7 separate regions of the Mus musculus genome follow, and regions 2, 3, 4, 5, 6 and 7 are each linked to region 1. The links are chromatin contacts, called in public ChIA-PET, Hi-C, HiChIP or PLAC-seq and promoter capture Hi-C maps. All regions are on one chromosome and are shown on one strand. Each heading gives the region's core, a stretch centred on a gene start, on an enhancer-like site or on the middle of the called end of the contact. The rest is flanking DNA. Distances are from core to core; before and after follow the strand shown.

The links. Promoter capture Hi-C pulls out the DNA fragments that hold promoters and counts their contacts. A called contact is a pair of places that touch in the nucleus more often than the background predicts. ChIA-PET counts read pairs in DNA pulled down with a chosen protein or histone mark. HiChIP or PLAC-seq counts read pairs in DNA pulled down with a chosen protein or histone mark.
Region 2: a contact with region 1 is called in an RNA polymerase II ChIA-PET map of memory CD8 T cells, with 6 read pairs. The contact joins the promoter of Abcg1 here to the promoter of Btbd9 in region 1. A contact is called at or near these places in 1 of 39 promoter capture datasets (stem cell-derived epiblast-like cells) and 1 of 115 datasets of contacts at active chromatin or transcription factors (memory CD8 T cells).
Region 3: a contact with region 1 is called in a promoter capture Hi-C map of liver, with 2.5 times the contacts expected there. The contact joins the enhancer-like site here to the promoter of Btbd9 in region 1. A contact is called at or near these places in 8 of 39 promoter capture datasets (the HPC-7 cell line, HPC-7-derived erythroid cells, embryonic stem cells and 4 more), 5 of 484 Hi-C or Micro-C datasets (adipose-derived mesenchymal stem cells, cerebellum, cerebral cortex and 1 more), 13 of 115 datasets of contacts at active chromatin or transcription factors (the 230-238 cell line, bone marrow-derived macrophages, craniofacial prominence and 10 more) and 3 of 9 other capture datasets (embryonic stem cells, macrophages and pancreatic islet).
Region 4: a FOXA1 HiChIP or PLAC-seq map of pancreatic cancer cells shows a contact between it and region 1. The contact joins the enhancer-like site here to the promoter of Btbd9 in region 1. A contact is called at or near these places in 6 of 39 promoter capture datasets (the C10 cell line, cranial neural crest, hematopoietic stem and progenitor cells and 2 more), 8 of 115 datasets of contacts at active chromatin or transcription factors (bone marrow-derived macrophages, craniofacial prominence, embryonic midbrain and 5 more) and 2 of 9 other capture datasets (liver and macrophages).
Region 5: a Hi-C map of cortical neurons shows a contact between it and region 1, with 3 times the contacts expected there. The contact joins the enhancer-like site here to the promoter of Btbd9 in region 1. A contact is called at or near these places in 2 of 39 promoter capture datasets (hippocampal neurons and stem cell-derived epiblast-like cells), 1 of 484 Hi-C or Micro-C datasets (cortical neurons) and 3 of 115 datasets of contacts at active chromatin or transcription factors (bone marrow-derived macrophages, extraembryonic endoderm stem cells and neural tube).
Region 6: a Hi-C map of the N1E-115 cell line shows a contact between it and region 1, with 5 times the contacts expected there. The contact joins the enhancer-like site here to the promoter of Btbd9 in region 1. A contact is called at or near these places in 3 of 39 promoter capture datasets (cranial neural crest, hippocampal neurons and liver), 5 of 484 Hi-C or Micro-C datasets (the N1E-115 cell line, embryonic stem cells, nephron progenitors and 1 more), 7 of 115 datasets of contacts at active chromatin or transcription factors (the SCID.adh cell line, cardiomyocytes, embryonic hindbrain and 3 more) and 2 of 9 other capture datasets (adipose tissue and embryonic stem cells).
Region 7: an H3K4me3 HiChIP or PLAC-seq map of embryonic stem cells shows a contact between it and region 1, with 9 times the contacts expected there. The contact joins the promoter of Glp1r here to the promoter of Btbd9 in region 1. A contact is called at or near these places in 5 of 39 promoter capture datasets (the 3T3-L1 cell line, cranial neural crest, embryonic stem cells and 2 more), 6 of 484 Hi-C or Micro-C datasets (the G1E-ER4 cell line, embryonic fibroblasts, embryonic stem cells and 1 more) and 5 of 115 datasets of contacts at active chromatin or transcription factors (the HPC-7 cell line, the SCID.adh cell line, embryonic stem cells and 1 more).

What each region holds. Positions count from the first base shown.
Region 1 is chr17:30,574,523-30,577,764 of GRCm38.p6, reverse strand. It overlaps Btbd9 (BTB (POZ) domain containing 9), which reads left to right and starts at 1,478. Exons shown (of 11, transcript NM_027060.1): 1 at 1,478-1,619.
Region 2 is chr17:31,056,134-31,059,375 of GRCm38.p6, reverse strand. It overlaps Abcg1 (ATP binding cassette subfamily G member 1), which reads right to left and starts at 1,682. Exons shown (of 15, transcript NM_009593.2): 1 at 1,520-1,682. The coding sequence starts at 1,561.
Region 3 is chr17:30,112,513-30,115,754 of GRCm38.p6, reverse strand. All of the region lies in intron 2 of Zfand3 (zinc finger, AN1-type domain 3), which reads right to left. Among named protein-coding and RNA genes, the nearest start is that of Zfand3, 110 kb to the right of the region's middle. Within about 2 kb of position 1,789, at least 8 of the 459 cell types and tissues checked have an H3K27ac peak or open chromatin away from gene starts, as enhancers often do. A contact at or near this core is called in the HPC-7 cell line and liver, where this site is marked.
Region 4 is chr17:30,134,310-30,137,551 of GRCm38.p6, reverse strand. It overlaps Zfand3 (zinc finger, AN1-type domain 3), which reads right to left. Exons shown (of 6, transcript NM_001356265.1): 3 at 2,047-2,229. Among named protein-coding and RNA genes, the nearest start is that of Zfand3, 130 kb to the right of the region's middle. Within about 2 kb of position 1,466, at least 43 of the 459 cell types and tissues checked have an H3K27ac peak or open chromatin away from gene starts, as enhancers often do. A contact at or near this core is called in liver and pancreatic cancer cells, where this site is marked.
Region 5 is chr17:30,187,405-30,190,646 of GRCm38.p6, reverse strand. The region is part of intron 4 of Zfand3 (zinc finger, AN1-type domain 3); the gene reads right to left. Among named protein-coding and RNA genes, the nearest start is that of Zfand3, 180 kb to the right of the region's middle. Within about 2 kb of position 1,781, at least 66 of the 459 cell types and tissues checked have an H3K27ac peak or open chromatin away from gene starts, as enhancers often do. A contact at or near this core is called in cortical neurons, where this site is marked.
Region 6 is chr17:30,243,625-30,246,866 of GRCm38.p6, reverse strand. All of the region lies in intron 9 of Btbd9 (BTB (POZ) domain containing 9), which reads left to right. Among named protein-coding and RNA genes, the nearest start is that of Zfand3, 240 kb to the right of the region's middle. Within about 2 kb of position 1,781, at least 19 of the 459 cell types and tissues checked have an H3K27ac peak or open chromatin away from gene starts, as enhancers often do. A contact at or near this core is called in the N1E-115 cell line, where this site is marked.
Region 7 is chr17:30,900,326-30,903,567 of GRCm38.p6, reverse strand. It overlaps Glp1r (glucagon-like peptide 1 receptor), which reads right to left and starts at 1,701. Exons shown (of 13, transcript NM_021332.2): 1 at 1,614-1,701. The coding sequence starts at 1,691.

The sequences.
Region 1 (3,242 bases), core at 229-2,728:
ACAAAGCTGGAATTGGGTATCACCTGTGGGCAGTTTCCTAATGTTAAACTCTAGGGTTTGCTCTGTTTCTTCAAAGATCTCCCACTTCAGTTTGCCCCCCCCCCCTTTTTATTTTTTTGGTTTTTCTGAGACAGGGTTTCTCTGTATAGCTCTGGCTGTCCTGGAACTCACTCTGTAGACCAGGCTGGCCTCAAACTCAGAAATCCACCTGCCTCTGCCTCCAGAGTGCTGGGATTAAAGGCATGCGCCACCACCGCCCGGCTCCCTTTGTTTTTTTAAATGTACCAATCCCGAAGTCAATTCTCCAAGGACAAATAAATTGGGGACACGTGTATCGGAAAGTAGATGTATTAAATTGATGGATATCGTTCCACATGGAAGATGAGAGCGGAGAATGTTTCCCCAACCAACGTATCCACATTCCATCGTTCTACCATGTCATCCGTAAGGAATGTCACTACCATTTAGTAACTGACACACAAAGGCAGCTTTCTTTCCGTCTTGCTAAATGTTACTCCCACCTGTCTCAGCAACCACGCTAGAAACCTGGCCTACCTATTCATTCCCCCGCTCAGAGCTGGCCTCCGCGTTTCCATCCCCACCGCCAGAGTCTAGGTTGTGGCTCTGATCCTTCACTGGCCCAGCCCTAACCCTTGCTGTGTCTGTTCATTTTCACTGCCCATTTAAGTCGTCTTTGCTTGGAATTAAGTCTTCCATCTTCAAACCCACACACCCAGGTAAGTAACTTTCAAGAGTGACGACTCTCCAGTTTCGGCCAGGAAAGACCTACAACCCAATTTCTACGGCTTCAAAGTTCACAGTGCCTGCTTCTTATGTGAAAGATGGAGTCTAATGGGCTTTATACGTTACACTTGGTAGTCCTGGAGTGTCGAGGACTTATGTCCGGGCTTTCTGTCAGGGTCTTGAAATAAGGAGTTCGAATGAGATCAGTTCGCCCGCAGCCTCGCATGCATTATTTCGTCCTAAGTTGACACCTTTCTAGCGCAGGCAAGTCGGGTATCCGTCTTCCCACTGACAGAAGGAGGAAACTGAGTCGTGGTATTTCAGGCCTGGCCTCGTAGCACCTTCATGCTGGTAATGCCTCTCTTGGCCCATTCTCCTCGTCCAACTTCTCGCACGTAGCTGACTGTCCATCAGGCAAGCGACTAAGTGCAGAAAGACGAGGCTTTCTCCAACCGGCGCTCCGGCTCGTCCCCTTACGCAGTGACGCGACCGATGACGCTATTCAGTGACGTGTGATGACGTGCCTCACCCTGAGCCAGGTGTCGGCAGGGCGGCCACACCCTCAGGGCCCAGTACTGGAGGGGCAGTGGCTCCGACCTGGGGAAACACGCCGCAAGACCCCCGCCTGAGGCGACCTGGGGCCCTGGCGTCCTGGGTTCTACTGGCCCACGGTTGAGCCGTTGCTAAGTGACGCCAGCGCGCAGAGCGCGTGCGCGGCCACGGCGGTGTGCGTGAAAGCGGGCGCGCGCCGCGACGGCGGCGGCGAGGAAGGCGGCGACGGCGGCGGTCGAGGGGGCGGTGGCCACGAGGCGGGGTCGCTGCTGGCGGAAGAGACGTGTGTGGCGGCTTCTAGGTCGCTGAGGGACATCGTCGGGGTGAGTCGCCCGGACCGCTCGTGAGAGTTGGGGCCTGGCCGCACCTGCTGCGCGGGCCCGGGGCGCGGGGACGCGCTCCCCCTCCCCGCCGGACCCGCGCGCGCCGCTCCACGCCCCTCGGCCGCTGGTTCCGGGGGCGGGGACGGGGGCTGAGGAGGGTCAGTTCCCGGGCCTGGCGCTCTGGGGTGGGGGTGGGGGGGGGTGAGAGGGGGGCGCTGGAGAGAGGGGTGCCGAGGGACAAGTGACTGGACTCCAGTGCGACGCTGCCGGTTTCCTTTTAGGAATTTGAAGCGGGAGAAGCCCGCGTTCCTCAGCAGCCGCGCGTCCACACTGAGACGCCGACTGTGCAAACCTGACAAACGCGGAAATGGGGACCCTCGGGGTTCGCAAAGTTTTGGGGTAAACCGCGAAGAGATCCGTCAGCTCTACCCTGGCGGGTCTGGGAGTAGGAGCGGGTTGTTAGAGAGATCGTTAGAATCTGTGCCTGCGTGAGCGTCGGGCACACCCACGACCCGGGGAAGGCGACTTGTCAGTGAAGATGCTGGTTGACTAACCTGTTGCCTGGACCTTCCAGCCTCACGTGCATGCCCACGTGCTTCTCTGAACATTATTATTATTATTATTATTATATCCTGTGTTGATCCACATTTTTGAAGCCAAGGGACCATATCCATCCAGTATTGTTACTTCCTCATAGACTCAAATCTGCCCTTGTATCTATTTCCCAGAACCGTGCTGTGCTTTGGCCATTTCAAGGGTCTTGCAGGTAGAGCAGCCCTGCCTTTTGTGTGTGTTCTTCCCAGAAGCAGTGCGGGCTGTTATTTATCTGGTGGAAATGTAGATTGTGTTTCACGCGTGGGCTGGCATGGTGAGACTGGAGTTAAATGATGCAACTGGCCATCAGCCAGTATACAGGATTCTGTTGGGTCCGTTGTATGTGGTGGTTTTTTAAGGAGGAATAATGGAGACAAATGGAAGAAATAATCTTTCCCGTTATGAGTTAAAGGCAGTGCCAAGTGAGAGTGACAAGATAGGGAGCACTGACATTTGATCATGCCTAAAAACTGAGGGACATAACTTTAGAGTTTCCACCCAGAGTCTAAAATCAGGAGATTCAGTTTTATAACGGAGTCTCTGTAAGGTATGGTCTCTGAAGTTCTCACGTCTTGGAATCAGTAAAGCTTGCTTTGAAAAACCACTCAGGAGCCACTGTTCTATTACGAGCTTTTGTGAGTGAGTTACTTATTTCCCCTTTTGCTTGTGCCTCCTAGAAAACTGCCCGCTCCCGGGTAGATAGCTATGCGGTTGATGCGGCCTCATACCCCGTGGACAGTACAAGGGGAACATTTAGTTTTATCCTTCACATAGTTAATGCAACTGCCTCCCTCTTTCCCGAGTTGTGCCTCTTAGTGAGAGGGTTATGGGGTCACAAGTGAGGTCCCTGACCAGCCTGTTTTCTTTTAAGAATGAGCTGTCTAGTCAGAAAAAGAAATCATGTATATGTCAAAGAATCCCAGAAGGAAGTGAGGTAGTAGGATTAGGTGGGGCTATAGTATAGGAGAAGTTTACACAGGAGGAGGTCAGATACAGGGCTGGCCTTTAAACAGAGAGTAAAATTGGAAT
Region 2 (3,242 bases), core at 433-2,932, 480 kb before region 1:
AGAGAACCCATCAAACTTCCTCTCTTTGCAAAGATCGTCAATTATCATAATTTTCTGTTGCTAGTAATAATCTTCACATTGATAGATACGTGCACAAGGGCCAATTTTTCAGTGTTAACCAAGCCTCCAGGTAGAGTCAACTAGATAAAGGTGCAGACTGGAATACCCGAGGAGAAGCGATTCCTGTTTTCATTGACTCTGGCGAGTCTGAAATGGAGCACAGCCCAAGGATGGGGAGCAGCTTAGAAGGGTCTTCCTTCCCGCCTCACCCCACCCCCTGCTAACCACCACCATCACCACAGTGCATCTTTGCTCCATTCTATCGGTTTACACAAAATCATTACATAATGAGTCGGCGGGCAGGGCTCGAGACGAGTTCTACAGTAACCTGTTTGGAATCACAGGATGCGGTTGTCAGAGCAGAGCATGCGCACAAAGCCGAGTGCTTTTTTTTTTTTTCCTCTAGAGCGCAAGGCAAGAGGTAACTGTCGGTCAAATCCTGGGGAGCCTTGCTGACTTCAAATACAGGATGCTAAAAATGAAATAAAGGGGAGGGACTGTGAGATGTGGGCTTCTAGCGTATTGGGAAGGAACAGGCAGGCTAGTAACAGAAAGAAAGGCACGATTCGGGTGGGAAAACGGAGGGCTTGCTGTTTATACTCCACCACAGTCTGAAGTCAGCTTAAGAGGTTATTAACCGCAATGTCCGCTTGTTAGACAGAGCCGGTAGGGCCAAGGGTGAGACCAGACAGATGGTGGGCTGGTTTTTGTTGTTGTATGTTAGCTTTCTCCTGGAGCATTGAGTGACCGTGGAAGAGGAGACGCTTGCCCACCTCTGAGAAACAATACTTGTCTAGCAATTCTGTAGCACCCAGGTTTTGTCCTAACACTGGTATCTGGGGGGATGGGGGCGTGTAAATGCCCACACCCTACCCTCACCCTGGCAGGGATCTGAGCTCGTCCTCCTCTGTCTCCCCTGGGACTTCGCTGCCTCCTCCAAGAGTAGCTGTCTCTGGGGAGCGCAGGAGAGCAGGCTCCGTTTCGTGGGGCGCAGTTTCTCTTTTTGTGTCCCCCCCCCCCCACTGTGCCCAGGACTCCAGAGGGTGGCGCAAGAAGTCCCCCGCCGTCTGCCCGCTCCACAGAGCTCCTCAGAGAGATCTGACCCTCCCCTCCCTCGGGCTGAGCCTGCAGTCCCTCCCCAGTGCGCTTCCACATCTCCAGCCCCTCACCCAGGAGGCGGACAAGTCAAGGCCATCTACCTGTCCACTTGTGGGGTTGCTCGCTACCCGCGCCCCACTCCACCTTCTGGATGCCCTAAGCCAGTACAGGAGCATCTCAAAGCTCCAGGTGGCCAGGGCGGAGTCGAGCAGCGCCGGGCACCTCTCCAGAGCACCCCAGGTCAGCGCCCGGAGGATGCGCTCATAGGCGGCTGGTGTGAGGACCAGCCAGCCTGGCTTTGAGCTTCCTGTTTCCTTAGAAGATAAAAGCCAGCCCGGAGTGCGAAGGATGTGCGACTCACCATGGCGGTGCCGACCGAGAAAGCGGCCATCAGACAGGCCATGCCCCGGGGGCGGCGGCGGCAGCGGCAGTGGAGACAAGTCTGCGGGCGGCGGGGACGAGGTTGCAGGAACGAGGCTGCGCTTGCTCCTGCTCCTCCGCGGCGCTCTGCGCGGGTTCCGACTGCGCCCCGGCCCCGCCCCTGCCCACGATTGGGCCGGGCGGAGGGGGCGGGGCGCCGACAGGTGCGCGTGCTCTTGTTTTGCTCCTGTTGCGGAGCGGCTGGAGGATGCTCTGGACCCGAAGCTGTCTGCTAGGCCTCTCCCAACCGCCTGGGCCTGGGAAGCCCACTTCAGGGACCCTGCAGGAGCTGGGCCAGCTCAACCCTAGACGAACCAGTGGGGGCGCCCTACAAACCACGGGGTCCTTGTTTCGGAAACCTCCCGAGGTAGCTTGAGATCAATGGGATAGGGAAGAAGGCAGGTGGCTCCTTTGTTCTGCCTTTGTTATGCATGCCTTCCAGGTAGAAGCCCCAGGGACAAACGTAGAAAACAGCCCCAGGGCTTTTCCCTTAGCGCTAGTGTGCGGTGACCCTAAATTGAGGCAGCATGGGCGTTCATACAGATAGCTCCTAGGTCTCCATCAGCACCACTCCATCCCCAAATAAGCCACAGGGGTGTTTCCAGTGTCTTACACAGCCACGTTCTTGTACCCTACTGAAACCCCTGTGATTTGTAAATGGGACGTTGCGTGGTAACCGTGGTGAAAATCTTTAATCCCAACCTCAGATCCTAAACTAAGTCTTCTGTTGAAATGATTCTCTGTCACCCCCAGCACAGTAGAGCCACCCGCTCCAACACTTGGGTGTGCTGGGGTACTTTCTGCTCTCCTAGAAAGGGGCAGGCAAGTGGTTGTCACATCCTCAGATCCTTGACCTCAGCTAAGCTTCTCCCTAGCATCACAGAAAGAAAAGTGGGTGTGGCTGAGTTTGGAGGGAAGAGGGTGGGCTTCTAATACCGGAGGGACCGATGGCCCTATCTGGTATCAAGAAGGCTGACAAAGCCAGGGCATTCTAGAAGGTTATGAGTACAAACCTCCTTGTGAGACTATGCTGGGGCCTAGCAAACACAGAAGTGGATGCTCACAGTCAGCTAATGGATGGATCACAGGGCTCCCAATGGAGGAGCTAGAGAAAGTACCCAAGGAGCTAAAGGGATCTGCAACCCTATAGGTGGAACAACATTATGAACTAACCAGTACCCCGGAGCTCTTGACTCTAGCTGCATATGTATCAAAAGATGGCCTAGTCGGCCATCACTGGAAAGAGAGGCCCATTGGACACGCAAACTTTATATGCCCCAGTACAGGGGAACACCATGGCCAAAAAGGGGGAGTGGGTGGGTAAGGGAGTGGGGGTGGGTGGGTATGGGGGACTTTTGGTATAGCATTGGAAATGTAAATGAGCTAAATACCTAATAAAAAATGGAAAAAAAAAGGATAGAAAAAAAATAAAAATAAAATTCAGATTAAAAAAAAAAAGAGTACAAACCTCCCAGGGAGTGAGAAAGGTTTCTGGGGCCTGGGCTACTGTCTGCCCTGGTGCCCAACCATGCTGTAAAGCAGCAAGAATGGACAAGGGGAGACACTGAATAATGTGACCAGGACACAGGCCATGGTATCAGCATGCCTGGTTTTGCAGATATCTACCCTCTGTCTGTTCTCCCTACTTTCAGAATTTTCTTCTG
Region 3 (3,242 bases), core at 540-3,039, 460 kb after region 1:
GAACCAGAAATCCACAGGGAACGGCAGCTGGGAGGCCACACCCTGTAACCCCAGCACTGGGAGACAGAGACAGTGAGGCCCAGGCCAGAGAGAGATCTTGTCTCAGGGGAAGTAGGTCAAAGCTCCTAAAATGACACCTGAGCCAACACACAACACATAAAGGGGAAAAAAAATTTAAAAAGAGAATAAGATTCAGAATTGTAACTTTGTTCCCTATACCGTTTGAACTTCAAATTCATAACATGAACTAAAGCACAGTCATTACTATAATTTAATTTAAAATGGTTAAAAGCAGTTACCCTTCTTTAATTAAATGTCATAAATATAAAATAAATACCACTTGAATAAGCCACAATTTTTGTTCAATTTCACTCTTTCTTTAAAAATGTCTAGATCACAGACCTGGAGTGGTAGTGCACATTTTTAATCTTAGCACTAGGGAGGCAGAGGCAGGTGGATATCTATGAGTTTGAAGTCAAGACTGGTTTACATAACAAATTCCAGGCTAGCCAGGGCTACCCAGTAAGATGCTTGTCTCTAAATTGATGTTCTCCAACTTAGGGAGAAAACCAACTGTCAGATTTGACAACAAATCCTTTAAAACATTTTTTCATCTGATTTTATTTCACAATGGTTTTTTTAAATCACAATTTAAAAAAAAAAAAAGAATGTTGAGGGAAGGGAGGAGCTTTGATGAAGAACCCTTAAAAATACACTCAGTCCTGTTTTCAAGTTGCTTCAAAAAAATTCACTCAGTCCTGTTTTCAAGTACAAGAGCATCAGATATGCGCCCTCTGCTGGCTTCACAAAAACTCCCTTGATGTTCCTCTGGGCCCAGGAAGAAATACAAAAATACAAAGGGCTACAAAAGGGCTGGGTGCACATTTCACAGTAAGATCCAACCTTCAGGAAAGCAATTTAGCAAAAATCTCTTAGGTCAGTCACACTGGATACCTCCCTCCCCTACGCGCTGGGTTATTCTTACCCTCAAACATCTCTAGCTTGCACAGAGAAAAGGTAACACTTCTCTACTGAATAAAAACACTGTAGAGTAATTGCAACATTTGTGTTCCATCAAAAGTAACAACATACAAAACTACACAGGTAAATGCAAGCCTGCCCAAAAACAAGAACTTAAGAGGAAATTCTTGTCATTTTCCCACAAGTTCAACTTTGTATTAATGGTCTTTCAGATCCAAGAGGACAAAAGGTCAGAAAACTGATCCACAAAGCAATGTATCAATATCCTTCCATTTGAAGCTATTCTTTTAAATTTTAAGTTATTTACCAAATAATATTCATTTTTAAATAATAGAGTTTCTTTCCAGACGACAGTTTTAACTCTGTAATAAAAAAAATATTGTTTCAATAGCCAAGCAATATATTTTAATTATTGTGCTAGGTACCACAAGTAAAATGTCACAAAAATTGTGCCCTGTGATTAACTAAACCTTCTCTGAAGGCTTCTAGAGAGAACAGAAAACAAAGACAGTCCACTCACAGCACAGTCTAAACGTGAGCAGAGTTTGATCCGCTATGAATACTGCCATAGAAAACAAAATGTGCCATAACTCATTGTACAAATACATATTTATAATTTTATTGAACTTTTCTCATCTAGGCTGACAGCACTCCCTCCAAAAGTTCAAGACCACCTACCAAAATTCCCAGGACCAACCATGAGAAGCCCTCTTTTGAGTTGTTGGCCAGAGCTGTCTAGCACACGGCCCCCTGCTATTGATTGCCCTAGGTTACCCTCAGCCAGGGGTGAAAGTTAAGTCCCTATTGCTGAAGATACCACGCAATTCAGAAATAAGGCCCAGAAGCCCCGAGCTAAAAGTGACACACACATACTTAGTCACGTATCCTACTTAGGGTTCAATTCTTTTGGGTACACATTCGCTTTAGCAGAACTACCAGGTTGAGCAATGAATTTTTGGAAAAGGCATATTATTATAACGATGTCTTCAACTGGTGAATATCATGAAAACTCTAAAAAGTTTTTCTTTTGCTGTATTGATGGAGACGCTTACTAGTGAGAACACATACTAGAGACCAAAGCCTGGGCAGAGAGCAAGTGCAGCTACCACTTACTTAAAACACTGAAGCTATATTTTGTCCTGACCTAATTCTTATTTTTCACAAGCAATGACATTTTTCCTATAAGTATATGAAACAGATCTTACTCTTTGGTTATTTTTTTTTCTTGCCAAAGTGCTTCCTTGTTGCCTAGTATACACTGTAAAACTTTTCAATTTTTTTCTGAATATTTTAAATTGAGAAAGTTACGTATTTTATCATACACAATGTTATTCTAAAATAGGTACTATGCTATGGCTAAATCAAGCTCATTAACATATGTGTCACTTCGTGTACCTCTGTTTTCATGACTTTTTAAAGTACTAAACTGTAACTGACAACAGTGACTGATGCGTCAATCAGATCCACTATTCCCAACAAAGAGAGGGATGTCTGCCTTAAAATACGCCTCACACACAAGCACAGGTCCCTCGCCAGTCAAGTTTTCTGAATAAAAACAATGAAGAATCCCCCAACCTCTGCTCAGCATCTGACTGTCTCATCTGTAAAGCCTCCTTGCTTTACAGACTCATGCTGAGTGTTTGGTGGTACAGATAACATGTCCTGCAAATCATACTCTGTGGAAGGAGACACACCTATCTGCAGGGCAACCAAGGGCAAGAGACACCAGACAGTCAGGGGCAGAGCTACACCAGAACGCTCATCTCCTATTATCAAAACATGCTTTGTCCAATAGGACCAAAGCACCAAGCGGTCCTAAAGTTGCTCAGTCCAAGTCAATGAAAAGTGTGCACTCTGTGCTTGCCAGTAGAAACAGGCTGAGGGAAAGAAATGCAAGCTACTTAGTCTTTACATTCAAACAAACCACTCTGCATTTCATTAAGATTTAGGAGCTAAGTGAACTAACAAAGTTCCTTTAAGTTCTCTGGGTCTACTTCCTCATTTTTAAAAAAAAAAGAGAGGGGGGGAAAGCTCAATTGAGGAAAAGCTCAATTGGTAAAGTGAAGACCTGAGTTCAATCCGCAGAAACCACATTAAAAAATGCTAGATGTGGTGGTACGTGTTTGTGATTGCCACACTTTTAAGGCCAATACTACAGAAGCAGAGAGGGGAGGGCCCTTGAAGTTTGCCCGAAATCCAGTGTAGCCTATTGGTAAACTCTAGGCCAAAGACAGATGATGTCTCCAATGAGGTAGGTGGTA
Region 4 (3,242 bases), core at 217-2,716, 440 kb after region 1:
CTCCCAAAGTACAGGAGAAATAAACACTTTCCACAATAAGAGCTCTGATGAACGGGGCATATAGAAAAGATAATACAATAACACAATTAAGGCCATATGTGCCAAACACACAGCAAACAGCATAACCAATGAGGAAGTCGAATCCATTTCCCTAGGATCTGAAAGAAGACAAGAAGGCTCTCTACTCTACTCTACTCTACGCTACCTCTATACAGCACTCTACATAAGTCCTAGCGAAAGCAATTATGTAAGGGAAGGAAAGGCCATCCAAACTAGAAAGGAGGAAGCAAAATTATCTACTTCCTTGACACACTGTTAACATCCTTCTTCTCTTCTGAAATGATTTTCACACCCTTCCTAGTTCCATTAAACAAGTTATAATATTAAAATCTCCTTTTCTGGAATGCTATAATCTATCCCTGTTCACAATACTGTCAGATTGCTCCTTCAAAAGGACAGTGACACTATCACTGTCTCTTCATTAGAACCACAGCTATTGTTCAAAGTCCCAGTAGCTTGACTGGACATTCATTCAAGCTTGGTAATCATTAACTTTCCAACTTCATTCTCCATGAATGAAGTCACTACCCAAGAGAAACTCCAGGCAGCTTTCCTCCACAGCTCACACTACATGTGTGAAGTGTCTCTTCACAGCATTCTGTCTTCAATACCATTTCTGAGTAAGCCAGTGCCTTTCAATAACACTTACTACAAACGCTGACCTACTAACATTAAGTATACACAGAATGTGTCCGGCTTCTAACCCCAGCATCCGGACAGAACTGGGCTGGATCACTTCCAGTGTAGAGTTGTCCTGTGCAATATAAGATGTTAGCAGTCCTCTCGTCTCTCAGCATTGCGTTGCTTTGAGAGGAAAAAGGGGAATAATCACTCCTCTTTGCCATCTTCTGATTTAAATTGAATGTCCCTGCTAAACAATAAACTCTCTAAAGATCTTCTGTTTTATATTCTCAATATAACTGAATATAATAACATGTGAAAGTATTAAACAAATTATTTTTTTCCCTGCTAACCTTCCCCAAATTAGTAGACTTGATAACCTAAACTATTACATTTCTAAATACCCATTAAGCTTGAAACATAAATTCCAACCTTAAGGAAAGCATAAGAGGCAAATACTATGAGTTACATTGTGTCCCACAAGAAATCATTGTAGCATTATAACGACTATGTATCACATACAAGGGTAACAAGAGGACCAGTGGTATGGCTAGGCACTTATACACAGGATTGGCTAACTGGGTTCAATCCCCAGGCCCCTTAGCCTAACAGGAGAGAACGATACATACCTACTCGCTTACATCCTCATATTCAAAACACACACATTCGCAAATGCACGCAGTAAAATATTAAACAAGAATAAAAGTATCTCCTACTTTCTTCACACAGCCTGTGCTTTTATTACCTAAGTGTAAACTTAGTCAAGGCCAGTTAGCAGAGGCAAGAGTCCAATCTAAGTCTAGGTCAGGCTGACGTTCCCAAGACTGGTGATTCTAAATGCTTGCTGTACAGCAGAATTCTCCATAGACTTTAAAGGCTGAATCTTTGAGCTTCCTTCTCTTTGAAGAGTTAAATTAGGCTCAAGGATGATAATAAAAAACTAAAATTGTTTGTTAAATCCTCGGTGGAGAGCTGATGAAATATGTCCATGTTGTCATGCAGCCCTGATGACCCGAGTTCCAATCCTGGTGGAAGCAGAGAACTGACTCCAGCACACTGTCCTCTGCCCTCTATGATAACCATGCAAGTGCACTACATGCACAAGTCTTTCAAAAATGCAATAAAAAAGATTGCTTTAAATTTCCCCAGTGAGTTCTAATGTGAAGGCAGAGCTGATAACCGCTGGAAGGCTAGTCCTAAGAAGACCTCACCTTCTCTGGAGTGGCTGCACTTACTGACTTGCACAGCACAGCATTCCACACCCACACATTTGTCTTAAACAGAATCTGAGTTAAGCCTTCCTGAGCAAGGCTCTCACGCTGATGCTCCTGGGCTGCTCTAAGGCTCTCACAGATAGAGACTTACATTCCTCTGTACTCGGTGAAGTTACATTCAGTTCTGTCGGGAGCGACTGCTGGCTGGGACTAAGAGTTGGCGTGGTTACAGAGGTATTGTTGTTGTCACTGGTGGTCTCTTCGGAAAACAAATCTGATTGGCTGTTACTTGTACTTGGGGTGGAATCATCATCTGGTTGTTTCTTTTGAAAATCTACAGAAAAAAGGGTAAGAAAACTGGTTAATTACGGCCCTTACATCAGAGCAACCACTAGAAAACATTAATGTTAGGGTCAGAGTCACATGAAACATGGAGGAAGGCCACTGTGGTAACTAAAAGCAAAGTGCAGAAGTGAATGGCTGATGAAAAAGCAAACATAAAACCACGGGCATGATTTAAACTTTCAAGTTATATATTAACACCCTCTGTGGTTCAGATAAGGATAGACATTGATTTTAATACTGAACTTTGAATACACAAAGATGTTCTTAAGAGTAATCAGTAGAAAGGGGAGGGGGAGATTGAGACCTATCGGTGAGAGGTCAGAAGGAAAATAGCAGCACAAAAAAATAGCTCCCTAAACAAAAAACACATTAAAAATGGCAGAAATCAGTGGGTGCACATATATTATCAGTAATGAGGATAGATGTAAAAGAAATGACCACAACAGCGAAAAGAAATGGGCTGCATTTAGTTTACAACAGACATAAAAACACAAGGAGGTTGGTTTTCTAATTAGTGTTCAATTCAAGCTGACAACACAGCTCCTGCCCTCAGGCACAGAGCAGGCATGGATAGGAAGAGCCCCCACCCCAGGACTCAGGGAGGGGCCAGCAGGTCAAGCCCACCCAGTCCTGTGCTGTTTCTTTCCTGTATATATCTCCTAGACAATTTTTTTTCTTTTTTTTTCCCCCCACTTTTTGCAAACCCTTGTGTTGAGGGCTGACTTTTAATAGATCACAGTGAGGGAGCTGCTCTGCTATGTATGAAACCTCGACCCAGAAGAAGGTCCTCTACGAATGGTTTAGCACCAAGTTCTACACGAACGTGTGTTCAGTATGATGGAGACACTTTCTTATTCAGTGTTTTGACAAATTAAAAATGATTTATTTCAGTATTATTATTTGTCAATTATCAAGAAAATGCTATATAAATACGATAAAATAATGCCCTTTGCATGTTATAAGATAAAATATAAAACTTTGCCAGGCGTGGTGGTGCACGCC
Region 5 (3,242 bases), core at 532-3,031, 390 kb after region 1:
GAGACCCTGCCAATTGAATGAATGAACAAGCAAGCTAAACATAAGAGGCTACACATGGTGCTAATGTATTTATAATGTAAAAAGAGAAAAAAAGACCCTTCAGACCATGGGCCTCTCTCACCTCCACCCCTCTGTAAAATCACAGAGCTGGACTTCACAGCTTCTCTGAGGACTCTGGCCCAAATGGCCAAGTGTGCCTCCTACTGGGGAACACACACTTCTGGTTTCAGGCGTCAATAATGCTGGAGGGGAGCCCTGCAGCACTCAATGGCATCAAGAAGGTGCTGTGAAGAAAAGTATTCACATTGCATGTCGAAGTGGCTGCGACCAAAGTTCGTGTCTGCATGGTCTTATTACCAAGGTATCTATCTTCACCAAACCTGCTTTGGTGGAGCCCCTCCAAGTCAGGAGGGCCCAGGCTGGATCTCTTTTCTTACTTTCATCTAATCAGATCATGTGTCAAACAGTGCCAACAAGAATGCTAGGGAACAAATGTGCGTGGTCCAATGCTGAGATTCCCTTTAGCCGTTTAGACACCAAGATTGCATGTGTTCTTGTAGAAAACACAAAGGAGGTATTCTCAAACAGCAGCGCCTATGGAAGGCTTCTGATTCTACCAACAGTTTCTGCCTACAAAGGACTGGCCATCCTACACGACCATTGGGCCCTAGTCGTTTCTCCAAGAGCCGTGCCCTCACTTCTGTGTAAGTGGACAACCAAACCATTTATGCACAGCTGTGCTGTGAGCATCAGTCTTACAGGACTACAGCAGTAGTCCCAACCTTTCTCATGCTGTGACCCCCCAATAATAAAATTACCCTGTGGCCAACTCATAACTGTAATTTTGCTGCCATTGTGAATCATATTATAAATATCTAATATACAGAATATCTGACATGTGACCCTGAGGAAGGGTCATTTGACTTCCAAAGGGGTAGAAAGACCCACGGCTGAGAACCACTGCTCTCCACTAAGATGACCCACTCAGCAGACTGCACTCTTAGAACTAAGGCACTCTTCCCAGACACTAAGACCCTCAGCAGCAAGGCTCTGGGATACACTGACTTCCTCGGCCCTCACTGATGGCCTTACATTAAATGGGAAGAGACCCTAGCGCCCTCTAAGGCTCCCTGGTGTGAGGAGGTGAGGATTGAAACTTCCCACTGTCTGCTGCATTGCCGCCAAGGCTGATTGCACTGCATGTCACTTCTCCGTGAAGTAAGTCACTCTCCAACATTTTTCTCACAGGTCAACTTGGTGTTTTAATTAGAAGCTAATGAAATAAACAGAAGTCTACAGGCTCAGCATCATGGCTATGGAAGAATTTTATATCTCCTCTGCTAATTATTTAATGAAACCTTGTGCCGTGGGGTAAATTACCTAAATAAGAGAAACAGATGTCTATTGTACAGATTCTAATTACATAATAATGACCTAAATAATTCAACTATTCAATTATAAATTTTAAGTCAGTTTAAAAAAAAAAAGCTCTCAGAAAAGACCTAAAAATGAGTTAACAGTAAAAAGGAAAAAACAAAAAATCAAACCTTGATTATCTGCCTTCTGCTTCTGAGATTCAGCCCCTCTAACTTGTAGCATTCTCAGCTTGGGGATCAATGGCAGAGACCATCTAACTAATCTATTTGCATATGCTGAACTTGAGCAGTAAGGGTTAAATGCGGAGAGCAAGGTGAACAGAAATAACTCTCACACTCAGCTGTAACTGTCAGAAGAAAGCGCCTCAGAGGGGAGCACGCTCATTAGCAGCAGGAGGAGTGGCAGTGCCAAGGCTGATACAGTTCCCACCCCAGGAGTTCCGAGTGACTTCTAATTAAGGTCCTTCATAAAGAGCCAACAAAGCACATTTTCCCAGTGAGCTCCCCCCAGAGAACTACTCCAGGCTGGGTATGCCCACGCTGGCTGCACACCCCATGCCAGGCCCTCAACGCTGTAGACCCCTCTTCTCGGCCAGTGTTTAGCAATGACAAAGACACCACGTGAGACCTTATAGAAAACTTTCACCTATTTAACTGGTGTCCAATTGCTTGGTCTGAAGACAGCCACTGCTCATCATGTGACAGAGGAAACAAGTGCAGTGTTTTTAAAAAACAAATGTCTACAGAGAGAAATTCCTCTAATTGGACTCTGCTAGCCAAGAGCAGACAGTAACTAGCACTGAGTCTTTCAAGTAAGGCATACATTTACAACGGCAGCCTGACGGCAACAAACAGGGCTGCTCCTTTTCAAACTGTTTGTCTCTGACAGAGATCCACGTTTGCTCCATTCTGTCACTGTTCCTGTCTTTATTACTCATGTTCTCTCCTGAAGTTTTCCAAATGAATTCTGTCAGGCCTGTCAAAGCCCGCATCCCGTCTCTCTTACTCTCCTGGCGCTGTACGGCTGGCAGCCCACGCCCACTCCAGGCTGCTAACAGTGGCTGTGGCCTGCTGACAACTCAGGGGCCTCACACCCTCTGCTCCAGGCAGCCCACAGCACAGAACCCCAAAGCTAGAGACAACGAACGACAAAGAAGCAGCCCCCTTCATCCACACCTTGCACACAGGCGAGAAACAGAGGAGCCTGTCTGTCTGTCTCCGCTCCATGGCAGCTTTGAGGTACTCAATCAGTTTTTTCAGACCTATCACAGTCTCTTGACAGATTGACATTTATGATCCCAACAGCCTGTGCAGCCATCAGTAAGAGCAATAATTAATGAACCCTCACACATCACTGCTGTCTCTCCCTCCACCATTTACAGGAGCTTAAGCCGCTAAAAACCTCTGTCCGCGAAACCCACCAGCCTCTCCCTGGAAAAACTGATAAAAGAGACTTGAAAAGGGCCTGTTTCACAGGCTCCTTCCTACGCGTTGCTTTTGGAGCATGTGGAGGGATTAGATCTGGCATTTTATTCTGTGTACCCAAAAAAGAAAGACAGACAGAAGGGGGGGGGGACCAAAACCTTCAAGACAGTGAGCTCCCTCATTATCCACTAAAAACTTATTTTTGTACTTAATTCAAATGGGATTTTCCCTTTCTTATAAATGTATTATATTCTAGGGTCTAATGACCCTAGAATAGCAAACTTAAAAAACAAAACACTGCATGGACAGACCTAGATTCTAGAGGCATTCTAGACTAAGATTCTCCTGTGAAGAATGCTAGATGCCAATCCTAGATCCTAACCACCTAACACTCACCTGTTCGCAGCCCGCTGGGCAGCACAAGGCTAGCCACTAACCCCG
Region 6 (3,242 bases), core at 532-3,031, 330 kb after region 1:
TCCTCTTTTCTCTGCCTTCCAAGTGCTAGGACTCTAGACGTGTGTGCTCTCAGCTGGTCTGGTGTTTAAGGGAGGTCATTGGTGCTGTCCTGGGGTTGACCTGAGGGTGATGTTCAGTTGTTTGTGGTGCAGACCTTAAAGTCAAGACTAGAAGTTCATTTCTGTGAACTTGCCCAACTTTTGGTGATTTTTCAAAAGAAGAATTAGTTTAAACAATAGCAAGAGGGAGACTGGAGTCTTGTGCCAGAGAGAACCACTGTGCTCACAGCTGCCATGTAGAGGGAGGTTTGCCATAAATGCCTGTTTTCCAGGTCTGTCTGATTACCTTTGCAGCTGACTTGTGGGTGTTTCTGTTTCTTGCCTGTACTCCACAACCTATAGTCCAACTCCTGCTCTGTTATCTTTGTTGATGGGTGAGTGAGTTATCAGTGTGGTTGGTCTCTCCTGAGGCTTCAGTGTGCATCTGAAGCCTTTCTATTAGGATGCCTTATCTGAGTGGCTGAAAGGCCTGTTGTCTAAGGCACATGCTGCATTTCAGTGTCAGATGGATCTGATTCTTGCTAAGTGCTCAGGCCCGTCTGTTCCTTCTCTGACTTCATTTCTTCTGAGTGTCCTCCCCTCTCTGTAGGGACGTTTGGAAGGCATATGAGACTGCAGCTCTGCTGACAACATGGCTAGCTTGAGAAAAGCCATCATGTTCTGACAGGTTCATTGCTCTTGTCTGCCGTACACTGCACCCCACATAATGCCTGTGGCACCTCCAGCCTGGCCAGGCAAAAGGATTTGGATCCATGTCCATGTCCTGGCTGTGCTCAGGGCTCATTGCGATGTTGAGCAGGAAGGAAAGATGGTGGTGATGGCTTCCTGAGGGGAGACCTTTGGACGGAAGTGACTGAGTCACGGCAGGCAGACGGGTGCTGATTTACCTGTCTGCTAGTTTATTTTCTTTTGGGAGTCAGTGTTCCAATTTACTGCATTCCTTGGAGGTTTGACATATCAATTAGATATTATCGACAGTAATAGAGGGGCAGTTGCTGTAAATGTGAAGTTTTTACTGGTAGGCCATGAAATGACACCCCAAGGGACTGTAACAGAGAGGCATGATAAATATCATGTTACCTAAACACCGGCAGAAGGCCTGATTAATAGGGGAGAGTGACTCTGTCTCCAACCGTAAAGTGGTATTTATTCATGTGCTGTCAATCAGACCTTCTGTTCTAATTGGCTAAAAGGCTAAATCAACAAGATCTGTTCATAAACCAGGCTAAGGTAGGAAGAAAAGCAAAGGTAAATCATAATCAGAGGCTTGTTTACTGACTGCGCCCGCCCACCAGCCTGCAGATCTGGCTGACCTTGAGAGCCGCCTTCTACCCTCTGGACACAGCCTGGAGCACGGGTAGGGAGGGGCAGAGATGCTGCCATGCCCAGGGGCACAAGTGGAAGCCCTTGAGCTCAGTTTGGGGTGGCAAAGCTGAGTCTCGGTGTAATGAGACCTCCGTGGCTCTCGCTGCTGCGGTTTTAATGTATGGCTCTTGTTTTGCTCGACACTTGTAAAAGGAAGAATTACTTTCAGAAAGACAAATATATTTCCACACTAACAGTTTTATAAAGATGTCAGCGAATAAGTACGAGCACCATTAAATCACATTTTAAAGGCAGACACCTCATAATAAATCTGCATTATCAAGACTCCTTTCTGAATGAGTCATACACTGTAAAGCTTTATGAGGGGTGAGGGGAAGATCCCTGCTGGCCAGAACAGTGTATATTGTCAAACCCTACAGAAAGGATAGCTGCCAACCCCACGAGAACGTGAGCGGGGACACCATTCCTTAGCTAGCTCAGGAGGAAGCCAGTAAATCCCAGCACAAAAATTTTCTACCCTGCTTGTAATGGAGCTGGCAAGGATCAGACTCAGGAAAGCACAGTGAGGGAGGAGGCGTATCCTGGGAGGCCCACAGCCCCTCCAGAACGGCTGCTCACCTCACATCAGCTGCCAAACGCCGTGCAGTTGACCTGCCAGAGGCTCATCCTAGACTGTGAGGCGCTGTAGCTGTAGCTGTGTGTAGTTACCCTGATGGCCAGCGAGCTCATAGCCATAGATATCAGGCTATTTTAGGCACAGACCGCCATTTCAACTCATGCATCTGATATTCCACATTACCATGTTAAACAGCACAGGAAGCCATCATATATGTCGTACCGAAAATGCACTAGCAAAGAGGACCTGTCAGCCCCTGGAGAGGAACTCAGAAAAGAGGGGCAGGAGATGGTGGGGAGACACGCCCTTCTCCAAAGAGTGTGTGAAATTTGGGTCATTGGGGTGCAGAAAGGCAAAGTAAAAGTTTAGCTGGTGGTTTGGGTAGCAGGCCCCGCTGCTTTCGTCTGCCCTTTGTGTGAATGCTGAGCTCACAGAGGAGCAGAGCCCTCTCACCCCAGCTGCCTTTCCGTATTCCTGATGAAGTCTGAAGCGTGCTGTGGTGGGTTGTGCAGTAAGATGACAAGTGAGGGCTGGGATTGCGCAATGGAAGAATTGGGGATTGGAAGGATGGAGTTCAGAGGGCTAACTTGGTGGAGAGAGTGATTAGCCTAAGAAGACTAAGCGTCAAAGCAACAATAAAATACCATCTCCCCCACTCTGCCTGGGAAGCAGCCTCGCTGTTCTTGACAAACCAGACATCATCTCAGATGCCATACAAAGGGCCACTCAGCCTAGAGACTGATGTCAGTACAGAGCAAGAGCAGACAGCCTATCTACAGCCCTGCTCAGTGAGCGGGTGGCTTTCCCAAACCTGATAAACAATGCCCTTTACCATTAGAAACTATCACTAAGTTCTTGTGCTAAGAAGCACAGTTTATTGATCAATTGAGATTTCAAATTAAGGAACATTAGATGAAGACAACCAGTGCTGTGTTTCTGAAATTGCCCTAGAGTATCTTCTGTTTTTGCCAAAGTCTGGTCCCGCCACCCACTCTTCTGCTGAAGGCCCCTGGTAGCCAGCAGTCCAGACCAGGACCGTAGAGACATAATATGGGCCTCTCTACTGGGACGGTCTCTGTATCTCAGGGGCAAAAGTCAAGATAAGCTGTCTTTGGCAGGGAAGCCTGCCAAGGTCAGGGGGCTGTTCAGAGAGAGTTCTAGCACAGCCTAGAGGCTGGCGCTCAGAGAGAGTTCTGGCTGGCTCATGTGTTAGGAACACGAGCTTAAGTCAGAATGAAGTAACAGACTGCACGGTACATTC
Region 7 (3,242 bases), core at 452-2,951, 330 kb before region 1:
TATTGCAATCTAACGTTAAAGCTGCCTGTCACACACACACACACACACACACACACACACACACACACACACACCTCTGCAGGCGGCTACCGGAGACATTAGTACTCGCCATAACAAGGGCACCCCATCAAAGCTCCAGTGTGTCTCTTCAGCACCTGCATTTCTGCTCTTATGAACCAGGGCTGGAGTAAGGGTCAAGATGCTTGACATTAGAGGAGGGAGTCTTGCAGGGAGAAGAAAGGAAGGCCTCAAGCTTGGCTCTGTCCCCTCACTCTCAACCTAATCTGCAAATGTGACCCACAGCAGCCTAGGACCAGAAGGCTCAAATCCCCACCATCCTGCCTCACAAGAAGGAACTGAGCAGCGAATCTGCGGTTGTGGCTGGAAAGATCCCAATGTCACCAGGAAAGCCATGGCCTGCAGGGGAACAGAGAGGCAGTGCCAGAGACTGGGAAGGTATCTCTTGGGGACAGTTGGCCCTGGAGAACAGGGAGAGGATTAATCTGGGAAAGGGTTTGGGAGCTGAGACAGTGCACTTCCTGGGGAGGCACCTCTGTCCACAACTCGGTTCTCAGCCAGGGCTGAGGTCTGTGCCCTCCTATGTCAGACCAAGCTCAAACGGATGCAGGCCCACTCCCCAACGGTTAAGCCCTTTAGCTCTGGAGGTGGACACAAGACATGATGTGTAAAGTACTCCCTTCTATAGGAACACTGCCCAGCCTTGGGCCTCTTCTATGCAAGGGTATCCTGGCACATTTGAACAACCGCCCTCCATACAAGCAGCTGGCCATCATGGCCAGGGCAGGAGCCTGGGGCAGGATTCACAGGCAGGTCAGAGAGAGTCAGAGAAGAGCCCACAAGAGTCCAGCTGCGACCTAGTCTTTGGCGACACCAAGGAGGTTGGATGTTCCGGTGACCCTCGGTATTCTTTCTGGTGGGTTATTAATCCAAGGGGGTCTAGGATGGGTATTAGCCGAGTGTATGAGAGGGCCTGGCTGATCCAGAAGAAACAGGGAACCTGCTGCATGTTTGCTGCAGAGGCTGGGGTGGAGGTGGCAAGTCAGTGCCACCTGGGAGGTCATCAGGAAGGACAACAGGCTGCAGGGTCCCTGGGGCTATGAGTCAAAGACTGTGATGAGGTGATGGGAGGAAGCTGCATTTCTACAACCAGGCCCCTTCGGTCCTCTAGAGCTTCCTGGGTACCCCATACACAAGGAAGCCCAGGAGGAGTGCAGGGGAAGGCACCGCAGGGGTTCTGAGTACAGAGGGAAGGCAGAGTGCCAGTGGGTTTGGAAAAGGAGTTGGGAAAGTAATAAGGGACAAAGACGGGTCGCAGAAGTCAGAGCAGGGCAACCCTGGGGCAGCTGGTGCCCTGACAGAGCAGCTGGAGCCGAGAAGTGAGGCAGCTCTTCAGGATGAGGGTAGTCACCTCATGTCCAATCCCCACCTGGACTCCTCAACTCCTCTGTCTCTTCCTCGCCTGAGCCTTGCACTTCCCCTGTCTGGGGTCCCGGAGTTTCTGCTCAAGTCCAGGAGCCCCTCCGCTAGCTCTTGTGCCCGCAGAACACCGCAGCGTCCCCCTCCCATTTGTCACCGGGGTTCCCAGGGCTCACCTGAGGGCGGGGGCCGGCCCTGCCCACCGCCCCGAGCAGCAGGAGCGCCAGGCGCAGGAGGCTTGGGGTGCTGGCCATGGCTGGGCGCTCAGGACTGGGTCATAGCTGCCACCTGCGGAACCGCGCGCCGCGACTGATCCCTGCCGGGCTGCGGGGGGAGGAGCTGGCGTGGGGCCGCCCCGCCCGTCCGCAGGAGGGATCGGGCGGGGTCCCTGTCCTCTTCCGCCTGGGTTTCAGGAGGCCCGGGGCCAGACCGGCCTCCAGCGTCCCGGGCCAGGAGATGTTCGGCGCTGTGCTCCCCGCGGGCTCCACTCAGGTTTAAGAGCCGCAGGAGCGGAGCTTCTAGCTCTGAGCGCCTGTGGTGCCTGCGCCTGGCCAGCTCGCTGCGACCAGTGGAGCCCGCCTCCCACCCCCGCACCCCGATCTCCTCCTGGCTCCCCCTCAACTAAGGAAAGCCACGCCCCCACCGAGTCAGTGCTTCCAAAAGGAAACTGAGGCCAGGAAAGGTGTAGGATTGGTACAAGGTCATAGTGTTGGTCAGACTTCTGGAAAGTATCCCACAAGCTGCTAGTTACTAGGGAAGAAAGATCGGACTAGTTGGGTGCCACCTACTTCCCCAATCCTCTCCTCATCCCAAGCCCAGCCTTCTGGGCCTGCACAGCAGTCAAGGTGGTAGGGATCAGGACAAGAGATCCCAGAAGAGTCCTTAGGGTCCTTTCTATCTAAAACTTTAGAAATTGCAGGGTGAAGAGGGTTGAGGCTGGATTCTGTTTTTCTAGAACTTTCCAAATGTTCCCTGTCCACCCCTTGCTGTCCCTGGGCCTGCTACAATGTGTGCCCTGACTAGCTTACCCTATGCACTTCAGTCTGTCTTCCTACACCACACCTTTGCCCTTGGCTGCAGTACAGGTCGGGAGAGCTCCAGACTCCTACCTCTTCTGTGAGTTAATAAGTGGGACAGGCAAGCCGAGGTGTACCACTAACCTCTTGAGGAAGGCAAGAGGATGCACCCCCCCCCCACCATGAACTAGTATAAGGAAGTTGGGTGTGGCTCTACTCAGCCCTGGACCTGCCTAGGGCTAGTCTGGACCATTCTGGAAGAGAAGAGAGATTGGATGCATAGCTGCAACTCTTAGAGATTACAGAACTTCCCAAAGTCCTGCAGGAAGTGGGTCTATACATCCAGTGCTCAATCCCGCGGAGGGAGACAGCCAAGAGAGGTGCGGAGCGCGCTCCACTCAGAGAGAGAAGCTCCCTTCTGGTGAGCTCTGCCTTTGAGTCCCTTGTTTTAGCCCCAGCCTGAGGTCAAGCAGGTTCCCCCTGTGTGCCACACAGGCTTGGCTGTTTAGCTGTCAGGACCATCCATCCAAATAAATGATCTAACTAGGGCTTTTACGGAAAGCAAAGCTGGAACTTCAGCCCAGGTTGGAGTGAGTAGCCATTCTCTGCTCATCAAGGTCTCCAGATCTTTTCGCTTTTCTGGTACCAGCATCTACCTAAATGACCCGAAGTGGCTCGCTTTAGAACCAATCAGGACATCAAAAGTCCAGCTGCAGGGAAGGACCAGCTGATTGCCCAGAGGGACCTGTCCTGAAGACAGCAATCATCAATTCCCCACCTGCTCATCAG